2 separate regions of the Triticum aestivum genome follow, and region 2 is linked to region 1. Evidence: chromatin contacts called from public Hi-C data. All regions are on one chromosome and are shown on one strand. The core of a region is the stretch at or near the end of the contact, and the rest is flanking DNA. Distances in the headings are between cores, read along the strand shown.

Evidence for each region. Hi-C and Micro-C count contacts between places; a contact is called where the count stands out from the background.
Region 2: a Hi-C map of leaf shows a contact between it and region 1, with 5 times the contacts expected there. The contact joins the promoter of LOC123068886 here to the enhancer-like site in region 1. A contact is called at or near these places in 2 of 5 Hi-C or Micro-C datasets (both in leaf) and 1 of 1 datasets of contacts at active chromatin or transcription factors (leaf).

Annotation. Positions count from the first base shown.
Region 1 is chr3B:106,936,451-106,941,571 of IWGSC CS RefSeq v2.1, reverse strand. It overlaps LOC123068885 (transcription factor IIIB 60 kDa subunit), which reads left to right. Exons shown (of 20, transcript XM_044491565.1): 14 at 1,485-1,569; 15 at 1,683-1,741; 16 at 1,861-1,941; 17 at 2,027-2,101; 18 at 2,192-2,275; 19 at 2,398-2,445; 20 at 2,614-3,036. The coding sequence ends at 2,799. Among protein-coding and RNA genes, the nearest start is that of LOC123068885, 11 kb to the left of the region's middle. Within about 2 kb of position 3,606, at least 4 of the 8 cell types and tissues checked have an H3K27ac peak or open chromatin away from gene starts, as enhancers often do. A contact at or near this core is called in leaf, where this site is marked.
Region 2 is chr3B:107,236,949-107,242,386 of IWGSC CS RefSeq v2.1, reverse strand. LOC123068886 (protein indeterminate-domain 7) reads left to right here and starts at 2,002. Exons shown (of 3, transcript XM_044491567.1): 1 at 2,002-2,783; 2 at 2,880-3,279; 3 at 3,416-4,781. The coding sequence starts at 2,612. The coding sequence ends at 4,337.

The sequences.
Region 1 (5,121 bases), core at 2,357-4,856:
CTACATGGAAAACAACTACGCAACCAGGGTAGTTTTAGGACACAGGTTATTTGTATTGGTTTTGAAGTTTGTGTTAGTCAGTTGTATAGTTGTGGGTGAAAATTAGAATACATATGGACAAGGTTTTTGAGTCGCCGACTAATCGCCGATTAGTCGCCGACTAATCGCCTAGTCGTCGCGCCGTGACTGGCTTGCGCGGGCGACTTGGCTCGCGGAGCGAGTCGCCCGACTCGCTGGCTCAACAGCGATTTTCTGCGATTAATCGCTGCGATTAGTCGATTAATTGACTTGCTGGCTCGACAGAGAGAGGGAAAGGGAGGGAGCTCGGGAGGAGAGGAAGCCATGGCGCTCGCGGCCGTGACCTAGGAACCGCCGCCGCAGCTCGCCGGCGACGCACCCCCTTCAGATCGACGGCGGCTGGACCTCCGCGGCGACGGCCGTGACCTCGAGCGAGGCTGCGGCGGCGCAGACTAAGGCGGGGGAGGAGGAGATGAAGCTTCAGGACTGAGCCGGAGGCGGGTGAGGCTGGGAAGGAGGCGGGGGAGGAGGCGCCGCCTCTCCTCGCCGGCGGCGCAGAGGAAGAAGTTCGAGGGGAGAGGCGCAGATGAAGGAGTGCGGGCTGGCAGCGCTAGGTTTAGCGAGTGGATGAGGGCCGGGAGTGGTTAGCTGGGCCGTGCTGGGCCTGTTCGGCCTGATAACTTTGCTTATCTGGCATTAATGGGCTATGCAAAGCAGGGAAACAGGTGCGGGAGTGCACTGTACTGCCATGGAGACTTGGGGCGATTAGTCCAGGCAAGTCACTGACTCAAGCCAGCAAGCCACTAGCCGCAGCCTTGGCGACTTGGCTTGACTCGGCGACTCAAAAACCTTGCATATGGAATTGATTCCATTTGTCCAATATTTTTGTTCTGTAGCTGTAATGCTTAACTACATATGGAATTGTTATACTATCCGTTTTATAATAATTTTGCAACATTGCTGCATGGTTATTTCCAAGGTTCTTAAAACTTCCAAGTTCCATCTTTATTTTATTAGTCTAGTTTTTATATTACACTCATTTCAGATTGGGGGTCCACTGCGAGGTTTTAGACTAGTCTAAGATTTTTCCTTGCATCTGGTATCACAAGTTTGCAACAACACTGTTTTCTGCCAATTTAGCTTCTCTTAATTTTTTCAAAAAAGTTACATGCTGCCTCATCTGTTGCACTTGAAGGACGTGAAAGACAAAAATATACTCGTTAATTCTGTTTGGCACGGTAACAGACTACCAATCGCGCAGTGATATCTTCTGATGGAATATTTGAACTGCAAAATGTACTTGTATTGCTGAACTATTGCTTTATTGCGTTGTGATGTATGCCTATGCCATGTATGTTACCTCTTCACTGCATCTGCGTTCGCTCTTTCTTTTATTGTCCACTATGTGTGTTGTGTGCCCTATATGTACTTGTTCTTGGAAATTCAGCTTGCCTTGTTTGAAACAGGATTCAGTTGGAGATAAATCTGCAACAATTGGTTCTGGGGAAATTGGAAAGGATTATGTAACTTCAAAAGATCCTGAAGTGGGAGGTTTGTTAGTTGTAACATGCAATAGTATCAGTTCAGTACCAGGCTACTTTTGGGTTCATGTTGTCAAGTTGATTGTTGCTGATCAACTTCTGAATGCTATTTGGCATCCTTAGGTGAAAATGGTAAAGTTGATGCTGATCCAGAAAGTTTTTCTGATATTGATGATGTGGAGGTACCTTTATCCATCCATCTGTTCAGCACACTTTTCAGGCTAATTTGTTGCAATCTTTGAGCCTGAAAGATGGCCAGATATGTTATTTGTGATATCTAATTCTCCATTAAATTTGGTAGGTTGACGGGTATCTTCACAATGAGGAAGAGACGCAATACAAAAAGATAATTTGGGAAGAAATGAACAAAGAATACCTAGAGGTAGGTATTGTAACTCTAGCAGCATTAGACGGTTCTTATTCTCACAAGGGGTGTAAGTGTAACTGTCTTCTGCTTTATTTGACAGGAACAAGCCGCAAAGGAAGCTTTAGCAGCTGAATTGGCAGCTAGAGGTGTGGGCGTGGGAGAGGGGCAACAGAAGGTATGAAATCTTACTAGTGTAACACAACCCTCCTGTGTATGCTTAACATTTTCGATTGAGTTCATGATTGCCCATGCATTTTTCATGTAGAAACGGAGACGTAATGAAGACATGAAGAACTCAACACCTGCTGAAACACCAGCGGAAGCAACATACAATATGTTAAAACGAAAGGTAATGAACATATTGTTCAGCCATAGCCGCCCAAAAATTGCTTGTCCTGTTAACATTGTAATACATGTTAAGCTAAGCATGCAAACAAACTGGCATTTAATATATAACGTTGTTTCTTGCAGGGACTTGGGTCAAAAATCAACGTTGAAGCAGTTGGTGGATTGTATAATGTATGTTTTATGAGTTTATGTTACTGAATTTATGGTTCTTTCTGGTTCTGTGAAGTTAATTGATTATTTGTTTACAAATTACGCTTAGAATATCACCTGCATGAAATTACAATTGCTACTCATATTTTAAAAAAATCTGGTCTAATTTGTTATGCTTACTGCGAGCAGACTAAAGATGAAGCTAGTGAAGCAAATGAAAAAGGAGACATGGGATTTGATGGAGAATATGCACATGACACTGGTGATGGTGAAACAGTAGAAGGTGGCTACGACTATGCTGATTACAACAACGATGGCTATGCTGATGGTGGTGATGCTGGAGCCTACGAGGATTACGATGGGATTGATTACTAATATAGTACCAAAATTCTGAGAAAACAGCTCAACAAAATAAGTCTTGGTCAACCGGAAGGGGTTTATTTGTACAATGTATTAATACTACATCCGTACCAAAATATTAGCTGTTTTTTTAGGCGAGTTCTGTAGCACAAAGAAGTTCCAATTAACCGAGGCATTGCACAGTGAAGTACTCCTATATCGCTAACTTCAAATCTTGTACTATGGTCTGGTCAATATGGCAATATTCAATTCTGTTTTCCTCCTTAAATCGAAGGCATACCTTCAGTTTAGTGGACGCCGCACAACAAGATTAGTGTTGTGGTCTGGTGAATTTGTTAATATTGGGTGTTCATATTACTCAAAGAAATATAACTATGGGGGCTCTGAGTTGACAAAAAAAAATTAGGATGACTAGGAAAACACTTCTTTGGATTCTTAAATTGAAAGAGAAATTGGGAGAATTATACCGAATGATAAGTCGTGAAGAGTTTAATCATATGTAAATACCTTAACCATCGCACCCGAATAAGTGGATGATTCATTTAGACTGTGAAATGTTATCCATAAGTGGATGATTCATTTAGACCATGAAATGTTATCCTGCTGATGTCAGCTGAGAAGGGAAGGGACAAAAAAATAGCGTAGATGAAAGGTAGGGCCAAATCAGATTTTTTTGTTGAAAAGGACCCCCTCGCGAACACAATTGACAGAAAAGACTCCCTCTGGACAAAATTGACAAAAAAGACCCCCTGGACCGTGGCACCTGCCGCGTGAGGTGGCCAGCCCTGCCGCCCCCGGGCCAGGCGGCAGGCCGTGTGCAACAGCTTCTGGCGCTGGGCGACGGAACGGGAAGTCGATATGGGCCATGCCGCCACCGGGTGGGGCGGCACCACTGTTGCTGCTGCTGGCCACCGGACAGCCTCACGCGAGTTTTCCGCAGTCAATTCGTCTGATTCCCGCGCGTTTCATCTCGTCTTTTTGCTCTGGCATTGATTTCCATGTGTTTCGTATTTTTACGTGACACTCACTGATTGCTACAGACTTGATTCCCTCTCCGATGCGTAATTTGCTCATGTTCTGCCAGCGCTGTTGCTGCCGCACGCCCAACAGCCATGCAGTTTTTTTTGGAGGGAACAACAGCCGTGCTGTTGCTGCTGCGACTGATGAGACAGTACGCCTGGCCCGTGGCGGAATGGCCCACATACGTCTCCGTTCGGTTCGCAGCGCCAAAAGCCGTTGCACACAGCCTGCCGCCTGGTCCAGTGGCGGCAGGGCTGGCCACCTCACGCCGTGGCGGCAGGTGCCACGCCGCCAGGACCCGGGGGTCTTTTTTGTCACTTTTATTTGAAGGGTTTTTTTTTTGCCAATTGCGTTCGCCGGGGGGTCCTTTTCAACAAAAAATCGCCAAATCATGTGAACTCTCTTTGTTAATCTAAAGGTTTATCGTTCCCAACGGTACAGATCTATAACTGAGACATAGAGCTTATTATATGCAAGTATATTCAGAAGTGCTTGGTTTTCAAAAATGGAATGTCTTAACTTTATCCAACTGAGCGACTAGACTATAGTGCAGCAGAATGAGCTTTGGATTAACTGGACTATTATTGGAAAAATCTAACTGGGACTAATAAGGGCTTTACTGAATATCCAAAGCAAGTTTCGGATACATGTTTTTTCTCACTTGTTTGATCTGTTGTGAACAAAGGTAGATGTTTCTTCCTCAACCAGTTGAGAGGCCACGCCATCACCATGCCCTGTGTTTTGCAAGGCGATACTATTTGACCAGTTTTATTCAGAATACTTCTTTTCTGGAGATTTTTATTCATAACCCTGGCCGGAAATAAGATGATCCAGGTTGCTAAACATGGTCAGTTATATCCGAGGGGGGATGCCCAGGAGATTCAGGTCGAGAAGGCCAAATGGAGCTTACAATTTGTATGTTTCCCTTGTTGATCCTAGGTCCTGTCTGTGTCGGTTGAATTAGTTTGGAAATTCTAATGAAGCCCTGAGTTGCTTGTGTCTTTTTATAAATTTGTTCGGTTCCTTTTTGATCCACAACACTGACAGTTGCTAGCAGTAGGTGCTACCTAGTTTCTTTTGTTGAACACGGATAACTCTATGCTCCCTTGTCGCTGAGATAGTGGAACCTGTCTTTTTTCTTTTTTGAACACGTGGAACCTGTCTTTTGATCGTATGAATGAGATAGTGGAACCTGGCTTTTGATCGCACTAAAAAAAAACCCCGAAAGAGTCATAGTCGATGCTCCTATCTCAGAAGCGTATGAAAACCCTCAGAACGAAATGTGGGAACAGTCACTGCACGCTAAGGCAAAAAAAG
Region 2 (5,438 bases), core at 753-3,252, 300 kb before region 1:
TCCGGACCACTTCACGAACCGTTTGGGTCCTCATTGGATGAAAAAAGTTGACAGAAACGGTCCGGACGCTACAACCCGGACATATAGCGGAGCTTTGAGGGTCTCCTCTCGAGATGCCCTTAGAGCACTTTGGTTCGTAGGAATAAAATCATATCCCTACGGAAGGAATTTCTACTATTCTTCACATTTATAGAAAATAAATATTAACCTCGACTCAATGAAGAGAATCATATGATGTGAATGAAATGACATCATCTTTTTCTATTCCTATTCATAAAATTTGAGATACATGTCATCTCATTTTCCATGACTTTTTTGTTCCTATAAAAATCCAAATTCCTATACAAATCCTCTAAATCAAAGGAGCCTCTAGTCCTAGAAAAATCCTTTAATAGCCCTGAACGAAACATTTTGGCTGGATATTCAGAAGGCGGATAAGATAGGAAACACTTTGCCGATTGTGAGATTCGGAAAGCATGACGTGGAGAAAAAAAAATAGCTGATGATAAGAGCAACTCCAACGGGCCGACCCAAATGGACGGCGATTTCGTCCGCTTTTTGTCTGTTTGGGTCGGCCGCCCGTCCGGTGTCCGTCCTATTTTTTATATGGGTCGGCAACGCGCCCAACGCACTGACCCATATATGCAGGCGTGGCCGGCCGGCCGCCCAATTTTGCATTGCATTCAACATATTGTGAAATGAAAATATAGTCCGCCCAAATAAATAGTATAGTGGGCCAAATAAAAAAAATGTTTCAAGTAGTCCTTCCAGAGAAGGAAATGCCCGCTCTCTCGGTTACGATTCAACGCCGGAAGGTGGCCCGGAATTGAGCCACGGAACAACGGTCGCTGGTTGTTGAGGTGGTGATGGACCAACACGGCAGCCAATATCTCCTCCTCGTCATCGGACGACGAATTGTCGGAGTCGCAAATGAAATTGTGGAAAAAGAACTCGTCGGCGGAGTCCATTTTCGTACCTTGGCAAACTGTCGAACAGCTTGCGGGCGTCGAAGAAGGAGACTGCCGGCGAGGGAACACGCGGCGCGCACAGACCAGCTAGCTGCCCGGCCGGTGTCCGACGAGCGTGCCGGTCGTATGTGGCAGGGGCGGCGAGGCGTCTTCTTATTCTTGGGCGGCTGTGCGGTGGGGGAAGCGGCGGCGGAAACCAGTTTGCTCCCCGGCGGCGGCGCGCGACTAGGGACAGGGGCGGCGTTGCTAGGCGGATGTGGAGCGGCAACTGGAGGAAGAGTCGCCGCAAAAATGGGCGGCGGCGTCGGTGACGGAGGAGGCGGGGGGCGTGAGTTGCTTGTTGACGGGGAGGGGAGGAGGGAGGCCAATGTGCCACAGACCAGCGGGCCCAGGGACAGGAGTAGGCGACCGCGCGCGCGTCCGTCGCGTGTCCCCGACGATGCAAATCAGGCTCAAAAATGGGCCGAGAATGGGTCGTCCTCGAACGAAAAACGGACGCGCGTCCGTTTGGGTCAGCGTGTTGGGCCGTCTTTTCTGTCCGCGCCGACTCAGACGGACGGTCGCGGACAAAATGGATCGCCCCATTAGAGTTGTTCCAAGAAAGAAAACACTCCTCCTGTTACGGTGAGATGCACTCACCTAACCATACAGAAATAGCAGCCCCTGAATACTGTGAAATAAAGATATAACTTTCTGTTTCGACGGTACCTAAATAATTTGCTCCACACACACACTCCTTTGAGAAAAAGGCGTCGCACAAGGATTCAAGATCCACAATTCCAGGCCTGTAGCACTGTTGCCGCCACCACAGCACGGCACGGCACGGCTGAACCCACCACGGCATGGCATGGAGCAAGATCACCACCATTCATTATTAGTAATCCCCTGCATAGGGCGCGGAATGGGAATGGGATTAGTGAGCAGTGGCAGAAGGTACAGCGGAGGGGATTTCTCGAGCCCGGTGCATCAGAAGTCACACGAGAGATATAGAGAGAGCGAGGCCAACGGAAAAGACAGCGGCCCCGGCGCCCCGTGTGGGCCGGCTCCTGTTTGTTTTTAGAGAGAGAGAGAGAGAGGGAGAGTAGTGTGGGAGTACAGTGTGATTGCGGGCATGGAATGGGTGGATGGCCGCACACTTGCGCCTGCCTCCCTCATCCATCCGCATCTCTCTCTCTCCCCCTAGCAATCAACCCTAGTCTTAGCTTGGCTGACTCCTCCTACCTGGTTGGCATAGCTTATTAGCTCCTTCCTTCAGCCCCACTCTACCAGCTCCCAGCGCAGCGCTGCTCGTCGGCCGGTTGCTCCGATAGCTCAGTCGATCGGCTACCTCGGTTCTTGCTCACAGTAGCCGCCTCCATGGTTCCACATCAGCGAGCCTAGCAAGTTGCTGTGGTGCTACTACTAGTCCCAGCATCAGGATTCAGGGAGAGAGGCGTCCCCACCGCGGCTGGGCGTGGGTAGTGCAACTGCTGCAAATCTGCAAGTACCACCACCGCATGCAGCAGCTGCCGTCAGGTCAGGCTCACATGATCAGATCGCCCGCCCGCGAGATCTGATCCGTGTGCGTATGTCCTGCTGATCAGGAATTCGGCAGCAGCTAGCTAGCTGGTTGATCGATCGAGGGGAGAGAAGAGAGGATCGAGATGATGCTCAAGGATTTCGCGGCAATTCAGCAGCAGCAGCAGCAGCAGCTGGCCCTCGCCGCCGACGAGAACATGTCGAACCTCACCTCCGCCTCCGGCGACCAGACCAGCGTCTCCTCCCACCCCCTCCCGCCTCCTTCCAAGAAGAAGCGCAGCCTCCCGGGAAATCCAGGTGAATTCTCCTTCTGATCGACTATATGCTGTTCTTGGTTATTTGATTCTTGATTTAGAGGATTTCATCCATCGATCAATTCGTTTTGCGGTATAGACCCTGACGCGGAGGTGATCGCGCTGTCGCCGCGTGCGCTCATGGCGACGAACCGGTACGTGTGCGAGATCTGCGGCAAGGGGTTCCAGCGGGACCAGAACCTGCAGCTGCACCGGCGCGGCCACAACCTCCCCTGGAAGCTCAAGCAGCGGAACCCCAACGAGGTGGTGCGCAAGAAGGTGTACGTGTGCCCGGAGCCCGGGTGCGTCCACCACGACCGCTCCCGCGCGCTCGGCGACCTCACCGGCATCAAGAAGCACTTCAGCCGCAAGCACGGCGAGAAGAAGTGGAAGTGCGACAAGTGCGCCAAGCGCTACGCCGTGCAGTCCGACTGGAAGGCCCACTCTAAGGTCTGCGGCACCCGCGAGTACCGATGCGACTGCGGCACGCTCTTCTCAAGGCACGTCTCTCTCTCTCCTCCGGCCTCACTCTTCTTCTCCTCCGTCTTCCGCGCTCATGCCACTGCGGCACTGCCATGGCCATGCATGACACGCTGACGATGTGTGCGTGTGCGTGCATGCGTTGATTAATTGCAGGCGGGACAGCTTCATCACGCACAGGGCGTTCTGCGACGCGCTGGCGGAGGAGAGCGCGAGGGCGGTGGCCGTGGCCGTGGAGGAGCACCAGCATCCGGGGATGCTCTACTCGCACGGTGGCGGCGGCGCGGGGTTTCAGATGCCGGCCGTGATGGACCCGTCGAGCTCGCTCGGTGGCGGCCACGGGCTGATCCAAGAATTGTGCCTCAAGAGGGAGCGGGAGCAGCAACAGCAGCAGCAGCAGTTCGCGCAGCCGTGGCTATCGGAGCAGCAGCAGCAGCAGCTGGAGATGGCCGGCGAGGGCGCCCAGGCCATGTTTGGGACGGCCAGGATGGAACAGGAGTTCAACGCGAGCTCCACGCCGGAGAGCAGCACGCAGCCTGTGGGCATGAGCTTTGCGTCATTTCCCTCGTCGTCTGCGGCCCCGTCAGCGGCCGGGGCGACGGCCTCATCCCACATGTCGGCCACCGCGCTGCTCCAGAAGGCGGCGCAGATGGGTGCAACGCTGAGCCGGCCGTCAGGCCAAGGCCAGATGGCAGCGAGCACCTTCAGCAGTAGCAGCAGCGCCGCCATCACCAACGTCACCAACAATGCACCTGCTGCCGCTACTAGTAGCAGCGCGGCGACAAGCACCGTCGGCGTGGGATTCGGGCACGCGTTCGAGGCGCCGGCTCACTTCGGAGTGGACCAGAGGCCCAGTGCCAATCGTAATGCCGGCAATGCCGGCGTCGGCGGCGCAGGTAGAGGCAATGCCGGAGGCGCAAACGACGGCCTCACGAGGGATTTCCTGGGTCTGCGGGCCTTCTCCCACGGCGACATACTCAGCATGGGAGGCTTCGATCCCTGCATGCCCACGTCGGCCTCGGCGAGGGCGGCGTACGATCAGCAAGGGCCGCAGAGCAGCAACCCATGGCATGGCTAGTAATCAACCTCGCAATTAGCTGGCTAAGCTCACCATTGATGAACCGAACCATATCCAAGTTTGATGATTTGCTGCGGCATGCAATGGACTAAAAACATCATCAAGCGTCCGGCATTGCTCGATCATATACTACTTCAAGGTTAATCATACCGATCAGTAAGTTGGATTCAGCCTTCCGGCCGATAAAGCAAAATCAAGTTCTTTCATTTTGCTTGCCACTCATTTTATCTTCTTTTGGGGAGGAATGAGCTCTTCAATTCACTTGCTATATATATAAATAAATTCTTGTTCATGCTATATATCATAATTAATCCATGCATGTCTCTGTTGTAATAATAAAGATGATTTAGCCGTTCTTTACATACATATGTTACTACCAGTGCTCATGTCGTTTATTTGGGTAGATAAGCAGTTTATGAGATGAATTAACGTTTACCACTGTTCTGTTTACTAGCGAATGATTCTGAATGCTGATATACTGTTGTACGACGTCAGACTTACAGTTAGACTATTCAAGAGTAATCCTATTTCAAACACCATGTGTACTGTTAATGCATGTCATAAAAAAATACTACATTTGGGAGCATTTGTCAACCAAGTACTCTAAAAATGAACTCACATCTGCATATTACAGTTAAAGAAAACACTCCCGTTGAATGTGTAAAATGCGCACTCCATGGTGCCCTGTTGCCATTTTTTTAGAGTTCATCAGAGCATCTAAACTTTTTTGTTAGCATGTCTTGTTTAATTTAAGATTGTAAGACACATGTTTGCATATTCGATTGGAAGCAGAGCTGAAAATATAGGTTGCTCCCCAGTCCCCATATCAACATTTAATCTCAAATATTGCCTACTCGACTACATTAATTGATAAATATACAAGAGTCAAGGCATCCTAAACTATGCATCTTTTTTATTTTATATAGGAGCATGCTCACCTTATATAGCAGTATTAAATATAATTCGTATTTTTAATAAATCCCCTAATTAAGGAGCCACTGGATTCTCCAAAACACTCACACTACTGTAGTACTACCTCCGTCCTGGTTTATTGGTTCCCTTGGTATTGTATGCAATTATAAATTTAACTAATAAAATATT